Linked DNA regions of Rattus norvegicus: region 2 is linked to region 1. A link is a contact called in public Hi-C data. All regions are on one chromosome and are shown on one strand. The core of a region is the stretch at or near the end of the contact, and the rest is flanking DNA. Distances in the headings are between cores, read along the strand shown.

Region 1 (5,001 bases), core at 1,377-3,876:
GTTTTCCTAGCAGACCTATTTTTTTTAAAGCAAGAGTTGAATCCAAGTTACAAGTACAGCATATTCTACACCAGATTAAATCACATATATAGTATGTTATAACAAATTAAAATCCTTATGTATAGGTTAGTTATAAGCTTCTCGTTGTAAGTTTTAAGCCAAATTTTGTTACAGAATTTATAAATATGGTGTTTATGGAATGGGACTAGAAGAGTGGGGAAGTAAAAAGGATAAAGGTGAGTGTGATCAAACACACTATCTATATATGTAAAATGTCATAATGAAAACCAATTATGTGTAATATATGCTTATAAAATACCAAATACTTTAAATTAATTCTCCAGTGGAATTTATTAGTACTTCCAAGACACTGACAGTTTAAATGTTTTTATTACTTATATGAACTTGCACACATTCTTTTGCTAACTTTAATTTGTTATAAAAACTGCTAGGCTAAATGGGAACTGCCCAAATGACTTCATTTTGTCCTAGTTTTTTTTAGCTAACTCTATCTCAGGCTTCACCCTACTGTTCCCCATCCAAGGCTAAGCATACCTTGATGAACAGAGCATTCTCACACAGCCGTATCTGCAGCTTTAGGAAGTCCATAACATAAAATAAACTTTTTTGGTTTTTCATGGCAGGGTTTCTCTGTTTAGCCCTGGCTGTCTTGGAACTGGCCTAGAATTCAGGCATCTGCCTGCCTCTGCCTCGCTAGTACTGGGATTAAAAGCATGTACCACTACTGCCAGTCTAAACAGACTAAAACAGTGCTAAAACAGACTGCCCCCAAACCCACACCCTTGCCCTGTGACAGGGTTTCTCTGTATAGCCCTGGTTGTTCTGGACTCACTTTGCAGACCAGGCTGGCCTTGAAATCACAGAGGTCCACTTGTCTCTGCTTCCGGAGTGCTGGAATTGGTATATGCCACCATGACTAGCTTAAAACAAACTTAACTACACCTGTTTTATACAGTGCTAGGGAATCAAACTTAGGGATTTGTAGAGCTGGGGGTGCATGCTATAGGTCTTATAAGAAATGTTTTCAAATAAGAACTGTCAGCCAGTCACACTGGGTGCTGTGGTACATGCCTTTAATTCTAGCACTCAGGAGGCAGAAGGAGGATCTGCGTTTGAGGCCAGCCTAGTCCATACAGTATGTTCTAAGACATCCAGGAACTCACTCTTCTGACCTTGCTTCTTCTCTGACTTGGCTTTCAAAAAAGTCTTAGCATAGTTGCATATGCTGTTTTATGTTCTTAGCATAGTTGTGTACACTGGATAACATCCAAAGGACCAGTGCTTACTGACCCACTAGCCTCTGATGGTCTTAATATAAAACTTTTCTGAAAAAACTCTAATTCCACATTATTTCTAGTCAAAACCCTTCTTACTACTTATGAAATGTGCCCCAAAGAGAATTAGAAATCATGCTTCCTGCAAACTCAAATGACAGGTGTCCCTGTTCTATATCACAAGAAATCCTTATTGTTAACTGATTAAGTATTACTTTTTTATCAGTGTGATAAAGGCCAAGAGTTTATTTTGGGCTTACGGCTCCAGAGGGTTGGAGTCCACAGTGGCAGAGTAAAGGTAGCAGGTGGCAAACAGGAGCAGCAGCTGAGGGCTCACATCTTGATCTGCAAGCAGAAAACAGAGAGAGCTAATTCATAGTGGCATGAATTTTTTGAAACCTCAAAGCCCCACCCCTACCCCCAAGTACTATACTTCTTCCAGTAAGGGAACAGAACAGACTTCCTAACCGTCCAGAGATAAGCAATATCTGAGGACCAAATAGTCAAATGCCTTAAACTTAAGGGGCGGGGGGAGATCTCATTCAAATCACCACATTCCCTGGCTCACATAGGCTTATGGCCATATCATAATGCAATATGCATTTAGTACTATTTCAAAAGTCCCTACTGTCTTCCAGTCTCAAAACAGCTTAATAGAGTCCAAACTTTCTGACACTCAAGGCAATCTTTTAATTGAAGACCCTGTAAAGTCAAAAGCAAGTTCCATCCTTCCAGCATACAATGGCACAGAATATATAGTACCATCCCAAAACTGAGGGCTCCAAGTATACTGAGTCAATACTGCACCAATACAAGGCTTTTCAAAACACAGCAGGGCAAACCTCCAAATCCTGTAGCTCCGTGTCTGATGTAAAGGGCTTAGATGGCCTTCCCCTTTTGCTTTGCTGCCTGTCAGATAGATCAATCAACGAATCTCTCTCCTGTCTCTTTCTCTCGGGTTGGCTCCACTCCTTGAGTGCAGTCTCCTTGGTAGATCTCCCACGGCTCTAACATCTTAGAAGCTTCAGTGGAACCCGGATTTACTTCAACTGCCTGGCCTCCATGGCTTTCCTTAACTATAGAGGAAGATTCCACAGTTCCTTTACACATGCATTGAGTATGCCTCTAAAGTCAGAACTGGTTTGATATTGTCAAGGTTCAGCTACCAAATGGCATGAATCCTGCTTCTCTCGAGTCATTTTTTCTAATGGTTTTTGTTAATTCCTTAGGCCTTTTCCTTTCCCTTCTCACAAAATGGAAGTTCAGCTGGGTGGACTCTTGCCCTGAGGGCATTCATCTGTTCATTTCAAAGCAGATCTGGCCTCCCTTAACAGTCTCTCTTCCAGCACAAACCTTGGCTTTAACATTAACCTTGCCAGTGTCCTTTTCCTGTCCAAACTCTACATTTTGTATTTCTTTCTGCCTTATTTGCTTTTCTTCATTGAAGATCTGCAAAAATAAAATGAGTAATTCTTAATAACTACACAACAGAGTTAGTATTAGGCTGGCTTGAAATCTCCTCTGCCAAAGAAGTTGGTAACCTCAGGCAAGTTCTTAAGAAGAGGGCAGAAAGCCACCATATTCTCTGCCAAACATTTTAACAACGGTCTCCAGGGTGTTTGCTTATGTTGTTTCCCTCTGAAAACTCTGAACTGGGCCTCCATAGCTCATGCTGCTCTTAGCAGTCTTGCAAGCTCCTATTAGACTGGCCCATTAAACTCTGCTTTCAGCATTCAACAGCTTTTTTATTTCATGGTTCCGAAGCCTTACACATTGTTCCCCCAAACATATGGTCAGGTCTGTCACAGCTAATGACCCAGTCGTAGTAGCAATTTCTCTATTACTTACTTTTCTATTGTGATGAGACACCATAACCAAAGCAACTTACAGGTTGGTTTATCTGGGGCTTACGGTTTCAGAGGGTTGGAGTCCATGATGGCATAGTGAAGATAAAAGGTGGCAAACAGGAGCAGCAGCTGAGAGCTCACATCTTGAACCACAAGCAGGAAACAAACGGTGGTAACTCTAAATGGCTGAGTCTTTTGAAATCTCAAAGTCCACCTCCAGTAATATAGTCCCAGCAAGGTCACAATCCTTAATCTTCTACTAACAGCCACCAACTGCAGACCAAGTATTTAAGCGCCCCAGACTTAATGGGTATAGTGTCTTAGTTTCCTCTGAGATTGACACATTCCATCTCCCAGGGAAGCTCCTTAAAACAGAAAATAAGTAACTCAAAATAGCTTCAGGAAATCCCTGACATGGACCAGACTCACTAGGCCCCTCCATGTCAGACAGAGAGTAAGTAGGCTAATTGTAGCTCTCAGATGAGCAAAGGTGACTCAGACAAGTCAGGATGCAAACAAGACTCTGAGATCCAATCAGCTGCTTCAAGGAAGTAGTAGTGATTGACTGAACTGCCTAGAAGAGCCTTACACCAACTGAGGTATCTGGTAATGACACTCTCTAACCTGTTAAGTTTCCAGCTTTTGTGAGCTGTCATCCATGTTGGGATGGGCCTTGATGATGCAGCTGTCTTTGAAACATTTCTCCTGCTGTAAGTAACACCAATAAAACTCACTGGTTTACTAAGCTGGACTTGAATGGTTTCCATATCTTGGTCTGTCATTGGGTCCCTGTGTAATGGGTAGACATGTATTTGTTCCATCTCCCCAGACAATTCTGTTACACAATTAAGTGGTCTGCTGAAATAGAGCAGTGAAATGCTACTGGGCTGAGCAGGTAATGTGTTTACTGTGCAAGCCTGACAAAATGAGTTCAATTCCTAGAATCCATGTAAAGTAGGAGAGAATGATTCTCCAAAGTTGTCCTCTGATCTTTACATATATAATGCAGCACCCTTGTGTACACATACATACACGACATACATAGGCAATAGTATATTTCTTTAATGAGGGAGAAATGAAGAAAGCAGAGGAAGCTAGTTCATTAATACCTTGTAAGAAATGCAGAAGGGAATCCTTCAAGTTGTAAAGAAAGGATACTAGACATATCAAAGCCATATAAGTACATAAAATTCTCCTATAACAATAATCACACAAACAAAAAACCCAGCATTAGTGTAATTTTGGTTCACAACTGTTTTTTATTCAACAGTATTTAAAATAGAAAAGCATAAAAAGTTATAAACTTGTTATTGGACACACATATGGTATTTGTGACATTGATAATGTAAGAAAGGAGGATACAGCTAAAAAGAGAAGTTTTGTATGTGATTGAAATTATTAGATAAGATTATTGAAACTTTAGGATGTTCCATGTAAGCTGCATTAAAAGCCACATGAACAATATGCACAAAAAGAAATTAAAGTAAATCACACAAACCACTATAAATATCAACCAGATGCAAATAAACCCTAAAAGAAGAAATGAAGGACCAAAAACTGTAAGACATAGAAAACAAAATGGCAACAGTGAGCCCTTTCCTTTAATAGTTACAGTAGTCACTTTCTCAATGGATTTAATGCCCTAATAGAAGATACAGCTTAGAAGAATACATTTAAAACCTAAGGATCAACTATATATTGTATACAGACTCACTTTAGAACTATATACACTAAAGTAGAATGAAAAACATGTCCCATAACACGAGTCACTCAAAGAGGGAAGTGGCACACAGGTGAGATAGGCATACGAAGGGAATACTGACAGAACTAGGGAATAAGACTGTTCTAGGGTTACAGAT
Region 2 (5,306 bases), core at 1,738-4,237, 40 kb before region 1:
AGGGCAGAGTATTTTGCATGCCTGGACAAGCACGCTATCCATTAAACCACGTCCCTAGCCACCACCACCACTTAGTAACTGGACTCTGACTTGTTTCTCTCGGGGCCCTGCCTTCTCAGCAGAACAGGGATAACGCATTCAGGTGAGCAGACACTGGCTGACGAAGGACTTGGGGTAAGAGGGACTCCGTGGACCAGCTGGCCTTGCACAGACAGCCCACTCTGCCCACCCTGCTCGGCAGAGGCAAGATGCTAGGGCCTACCTGCCGGTGGGGAGTGGTCCAAGGTGTTTGGAACATACTGCGGCCCGTCCTGATGGTGCATGCCTGCCATCCCAGCACTTGGGAGGTTGTGACCCGAGAATCGTCAAGTGTTGAGACCAGCCTGGGCTACACAGTGAGATCCTATGAAAACAGATCGAACCATAACCCCCCATACACACACACCTGAGACATGGGTGAAGGAGGACTGACTGTTTGAAGGTGGGGGAGCTAAGGTGGGCACAGGACGGCTCTCCTTTACCCTGTCCTTGACCTCCACAGGTACTCAGTTAACAGCGGTCTTTCATAAAAAGCAATTCTCAGTATTTCTAGTTAACACACATCATAGAATTTTCATACGTGTATGTCACAGTTTGGTCATGTCTGCCTCACTCATAGTCCCCCTTTCTACTTCCGTAGTTTCCATCTGTCGCTCGATCATGTGCATACATGAGAGAAAACAGGCAGAATTGTCTTCTCACCATTACCCTCTCTTGCTCCTTCTCCTTCCCTTTAGAGCCCTCCCTCCCTCTCCTCCTCCCTGCATCCCTCAGAGTCTCCCTTCTCGTTTCATGTGATGTACACGTACATGTACGTGTGAGACTCGCAAGCCTCACACACACATTCGATTCTTCATATACGAGAAAGTATGTCATCTTTGTCTTCTGAGATGACTTGGCATCAAGAGAAGTTAAGCAGTCCAGTCAGTAAAGAGCCGTACTGACCTTAACATTGTAGAGAGCTGATCCTGAGCTGAAAAGTTTCGGACCACAGCATCTCTCCCCGCCTTTCAAATTTTTCCTTTCCCTTTTACTCTTAATGTATTTCTCACCATAAGGTGAGTGCAAGGCTCTGTTCTGGAAATCACAGGTGGCTTGCCCTCCCCTGTCCCCGGCAAAGTCCTGCTGTGATATTTGCAGTAGATCTGACTGAATCTAGGGGGATCAGAGACTGACTCCACCCAAGACCTCAACCTGGTAGAGCATAGCCGCAGCAGGCTGGGGCACCGTTCCCTGCCAGAAACCGGCAAAAAGGCTATAGGCCTTGAAGCCTTAACGTGCTGCTGGCTGCTGGTGCCCAGCACCGTGCAGAGTCCCCAGGAGCTCTAAAGTCATGGGCTCTGCTGAGGAAGTGGAAGGATCTCCTCCAGGCAGCCTGCCAGGCCCACTCCCGGGCGATGAACACATCGGCACTGCAATTCCCAGGCTTCTGGGTTTGGACGTTGCGTCCTCGGGCAGAGTCCATCACGCAGGTTGGGGCGAGCATGTACATCCTGCCAGGCTTGCCAGAGAATTGACCTTTAGGACGAAGTCGGAAGTAGTAGAAGCAGAGGGAAGCCGCGCGTCCACTGGACATCCTCTGGTGTTTGGTGGGGTAGGAGAAAGGCGGCAGCCGACCTGTAGGGGGCCACACCTGGAGCAAGAACAGCCGCGACAAGCGTGTATTTCACAAGTTCCCGGAAAGTAGGGTAGAGCCCTTGCATAGAAACAAAAAAAAAAAAAAAAAAAAAAAAAAAAAAAGTTCTCCAGGGGGGTTGGGGATTTAGCTCAGTGGTAGAGCGCTTGCCTAGGAAGCGCAAGGCCCTGGGTTCGGTCCCCAGCTCTGAAAAAAAGAACCAAAAAAAAAAAAAAAAAGTTCTCCAGGGTGCACAAGCAGACGCTTGTGTGGCATTTGGCCTTTAATGCCTGAGTGACCAGGAACTCAGTGGCCCTTCTCTAGGCAGCCACCACAGCCCTCACAAACAGCGACTGGCTCTCCGCTTCCCACAAGTTTATTTCTAAGTACCTCACGCTCCATCTCTGCCTCCCATCCCACTACTTTCCTACTTCCTGTCTTGGGATCCTCCCACCTCACCTCCAGTGTGTGTGTTGGGGGCGGGGCGGGGTGCTGTCTGGGTCACCTCTCCTCCCGCTTCAGTTTTCTGAATACAGCCGCACACCTGGTCAGTTTACTAAGATCTTATTCCTCAGTGCCGAGATGGAAAATCTGATTGGCTCCCTACGTCAAAGACTTCCCTTCTGTGCCCATGACAGACCACTTGGAGCCAAGCTCCCCACTCAGAGTGGAGCAGCAGGGTCACCAAGAGCGTTAGGGCAAGGAAAAGATAGTTTCCCTGATTCAGGTAGTCTCAAGGAGGGAAGGCACTTAGGGAAACCTGGCAGCTTGCAGAACAGGGCAAGGGCTAAGTCACTCCTTTCTCTCTCTAGCTCACAAAGTGGCTGGCTGTGCTAGGCCTCGTTCTAGTACAGGCCTGCCTCCCAGCAACTCTGCCCATTTGGACAAGTAAGGAAGACTTCTGAAAGTCCCCCTCCTGTAAACTAGAGGGACAGTAAGAGCATCTAATCACTAATGGTCTCCTAGATTGGTAATACATGTAGTTATTTTCAAGTGTGCTGCCCATGAACAAGCTATAATATCTGTTTCTGGTTGCTGTTGTTTGGTTTTTGTTTTCTTTTAAGGTTCCTATCCCTTAGTCACTGCGGGCTAAAATGAGGCCACATTTTCTATTAAGTTTGAACATGCTCAACCTTCTCTTTCTCGTTCCTTTTTGATAGACACCTTCTTCCAAGGCAGAGGTGAATTGGGCACATGGAGCCTTCCAGAGCTGGGATCAGAAAACCTCTTGTTTGTTTGTCTGGGGAAAGGGAGGCTCAGCACCAAGGGCTAAGCAAATATTTGTGGGTTATGGATTAACCTGACTCCCAGACTGACATGGCGGTACCTGGACGAAATTGCAGTTTCTCCTTGGCCCACCCCTGTAAGTCCCCCTCAAGGCAAGACCGTGAAGGGCTGTGGAGGAAGGGGGTGGGGAGGAGATTCCAGCTGGGAGGAAGGTGAAATCCTTGAGCTAAGGTTCTCCAGGCTGACTGAAGCTTGGGGCCAAGGACAATAAGGGCCTGAACTCTATCTAGACCAAGGCATGGTTCCCCATAATCCAGGCGGCCCTCTGGACACGTGAGATTATCTGGATCAAGTGGACATCAGCCAACCGGTTCCCCATGATCTAGACCCATGCTCAGAGCCATCTTGAAGGCTGGAACCCCACTACTCTCCTCTACCTGTTCTTTAAGGTGGAATATTAATTCTGGAAACCAGCAAAGACAGAGAGTAAGGCCAGGAGGGGCTGTGTCACTGGGCTAGGCAGGCCTGCCCACCTGGTCTGGGGGACACTAGAGGCCTTGCAGCTGGACCATTGGTTGGGGGCAGGAGTTAAGGTTCTAGAGTTAGGGCCACAGAGGCTTGGCCTTGAAGCCAGACTCTGCCCTCCTTTTAGGTGTAGGCTTGTGACAAGCAGATTTTGGGTCCCTTCCCATGGAATAGGGGTGAGAACATTAATGCATACCTCTTATAGCAGTGAACAGCGACTGATGAGGATTGGGGGTGTGTGTGTGTGTGTGTGCATGTGTGTGTGCATGTGTATGTACGTGTGTATATGTATGTGCTTGTGTGTGTGTACGTGTGTGTGTGTGTGTGTGTGTGTGTGTGTGTGTGTGTGTGTGTGTGTGTTCTGGTGTTTGGGATTGAACCCAGAGTCTTAAATGCTAAGTATGTTGTCTCCTACCAAACTGTAACCCTCTGTATTCTATACTTATTTAACAGCTTGGGAGAAGGGTTGGGCAGGCTCTGGGAATATGGTTCAGTTGAAGGTGCTTGCCTTCTAGGTATAAGGACCTGACTTTGACTCCTAGAACACGTGGTTTGCTTGTTTGTTGTTTATTTGGAAGCCATGTGTGGTGGTACACACTTACATCCTACGGCTGGAGAGCAGAAACAAGGAGAGTCCCTTGGGCTTGCTGGCAGCCAGTCTACCTGATGAGCTCCAGGCAGTGAGAGGCCTTGTCTCAAAACAGAAGGTAGAAGCCAGGCATGATGGCACACTCTTTAGACCTAGTACTCAAGAGGCAGAGGCAGGTGGGACCCTGTGAATTTAAGGCCAGCCTGGTCTACATTGAAGTTCCAGGATAGCCAAAATAGCTAAGGCCATCTTTTTTAAAAAAAAATCCAGACAATGCATGGGGAAGGACGGATGAGGACAGTCAGTCAAATCCCCCCTGGTCTCCACGTGTGCACAGATCTGTGCACCCAGCAAAGAGCACCATGGTGACTATTTATTTTCCAAGAACTCTTTATGGAAGAAACAGTCTATCCATTTTATAATGACAGAACTGAAGCACGGAGCAGGTAAACATCTTGTTCAATACTGCTCCTCTCTCTCTCTCTCTCTCTCTCTCTCTCTCTCTCTCTCTCTCCTTCTCCCTCTCTCTCTCCCCCCTCCCCCATCCCCTGTAGAAACTGGAGTTTGCCCCAGGCAGTGACTTTTCTGCTTTTGGGCACCTAGAATAAGCCTAGCTCTAAAATCCACAAGACTGTGTGTCTGTCTGTCTGTGCACAGTGTACCCCACTCCCAGACAGCTTCTACACAGACGATGAGCTCACAAACAAGTCCTTTCCCCTTTCCCTTCTTGCTTGCTCTTTCTTTCGTGTGTGTGTGTGTGTGTGTGTGTGTGTGTGTGTGTGTGTGTGTGTGTGAAGAGATCAACCTCAGACATTTTCTTCAGGAGCTTGTGTTTTTGAAGCAGGGGCTCCTGGTGGCCTGGAGCTAGTCACCTGGAGCTGGTCAAGCAGGCTGGGGTGGCTTGCCAACCGTCCACAAGGAACCGCTTATCTTTGCCTCTCCAGCACTGGGGTTACAAGAACATGCTTCCATGGACACCTAGATTTTTGTTTTAATTTTATACGGGTTCTGGGGATCAGACTTAAGTCTTCAAACAGGCATGGAAAGTGCTTTATTGACTAAGATGTCTCCCTGCTTAGGGATGGCCTTCATTCCACTTTTGGGGGAGCCGGGGGGTGGGAGGTGGGAGGGTGGGGTGGGGAGCAGCTCAGCTGTGCGTATCCTTGGAGCTTAGAAGCTCTCCTCAGACAGGTGTCAGCAGCTCCAGGATGTGGCAGTTCAGAATCTTCCTGCTGTTCGCGTCCACCTGGGGGATTTCTGGCGTATCAGCCCATCCCGGTAAGACTGTCTCCGCCTCATTGCCAGACCCTC

The links. Hi-C and Micro-C count contacts between places; a contact is called where the count stands out from the background.
Region 2: a Hi-C map of kidney shows a contact between it and region 1, with 2.1 times the contacts expected there. The contact joins the promoter of Proc here to the enhancer-like site in region 1. A contact is called at or near these places in 4 of 12 Hi-C or Micro-C datasets (hepatocytes, kidney and liver).

The regions. Positions count from the first base shown.
Region 1 is chr18:24,006,931-24,011,931 of GRCr8, reverse strand. The region is part of intron 1 of LOC120098222; the gene reads left to right. Iws1 (interacts with SUPT6H, CTD assembly factor 1) reads right to left here. Exons shown (of 14, transcript NM_001398635.1): 14 at 4,382-5,001. Among named protein-coding and RNA genes, the nearest start is that of Proc, 40 kb to the left of the region's middle. Within about 2 kb of position 2,626, at least 1 of the 93 cell types and tissues checked has an H3K27ac peak or open chromatin away from gene starts, as enhancers often do. A contact at or near this core is called in kidney, where this site is marked.
Region 2 is chr18:24,046,622-24,051,927 of GRCr8, reverse strand. Proc (protein C, inactivator of coagulation factors Va and VIIIa) reads left to right here and starts at 2,987. Exons shown (of 9, transcript NM_012803.1): 1 at 2,987-3,017; 2 at 5,187-5,273. The coding sequence starts at 5,204. The region is part of intron 1 of LOC120098222; the gene reads left to right. LOC134482924 (a long non-coding RNA gene) reads right to left here and starts at 2,363. Exons shown (of 3, transcript XR_010059659.1): 1 at 985-2,363; 2 at 263-403.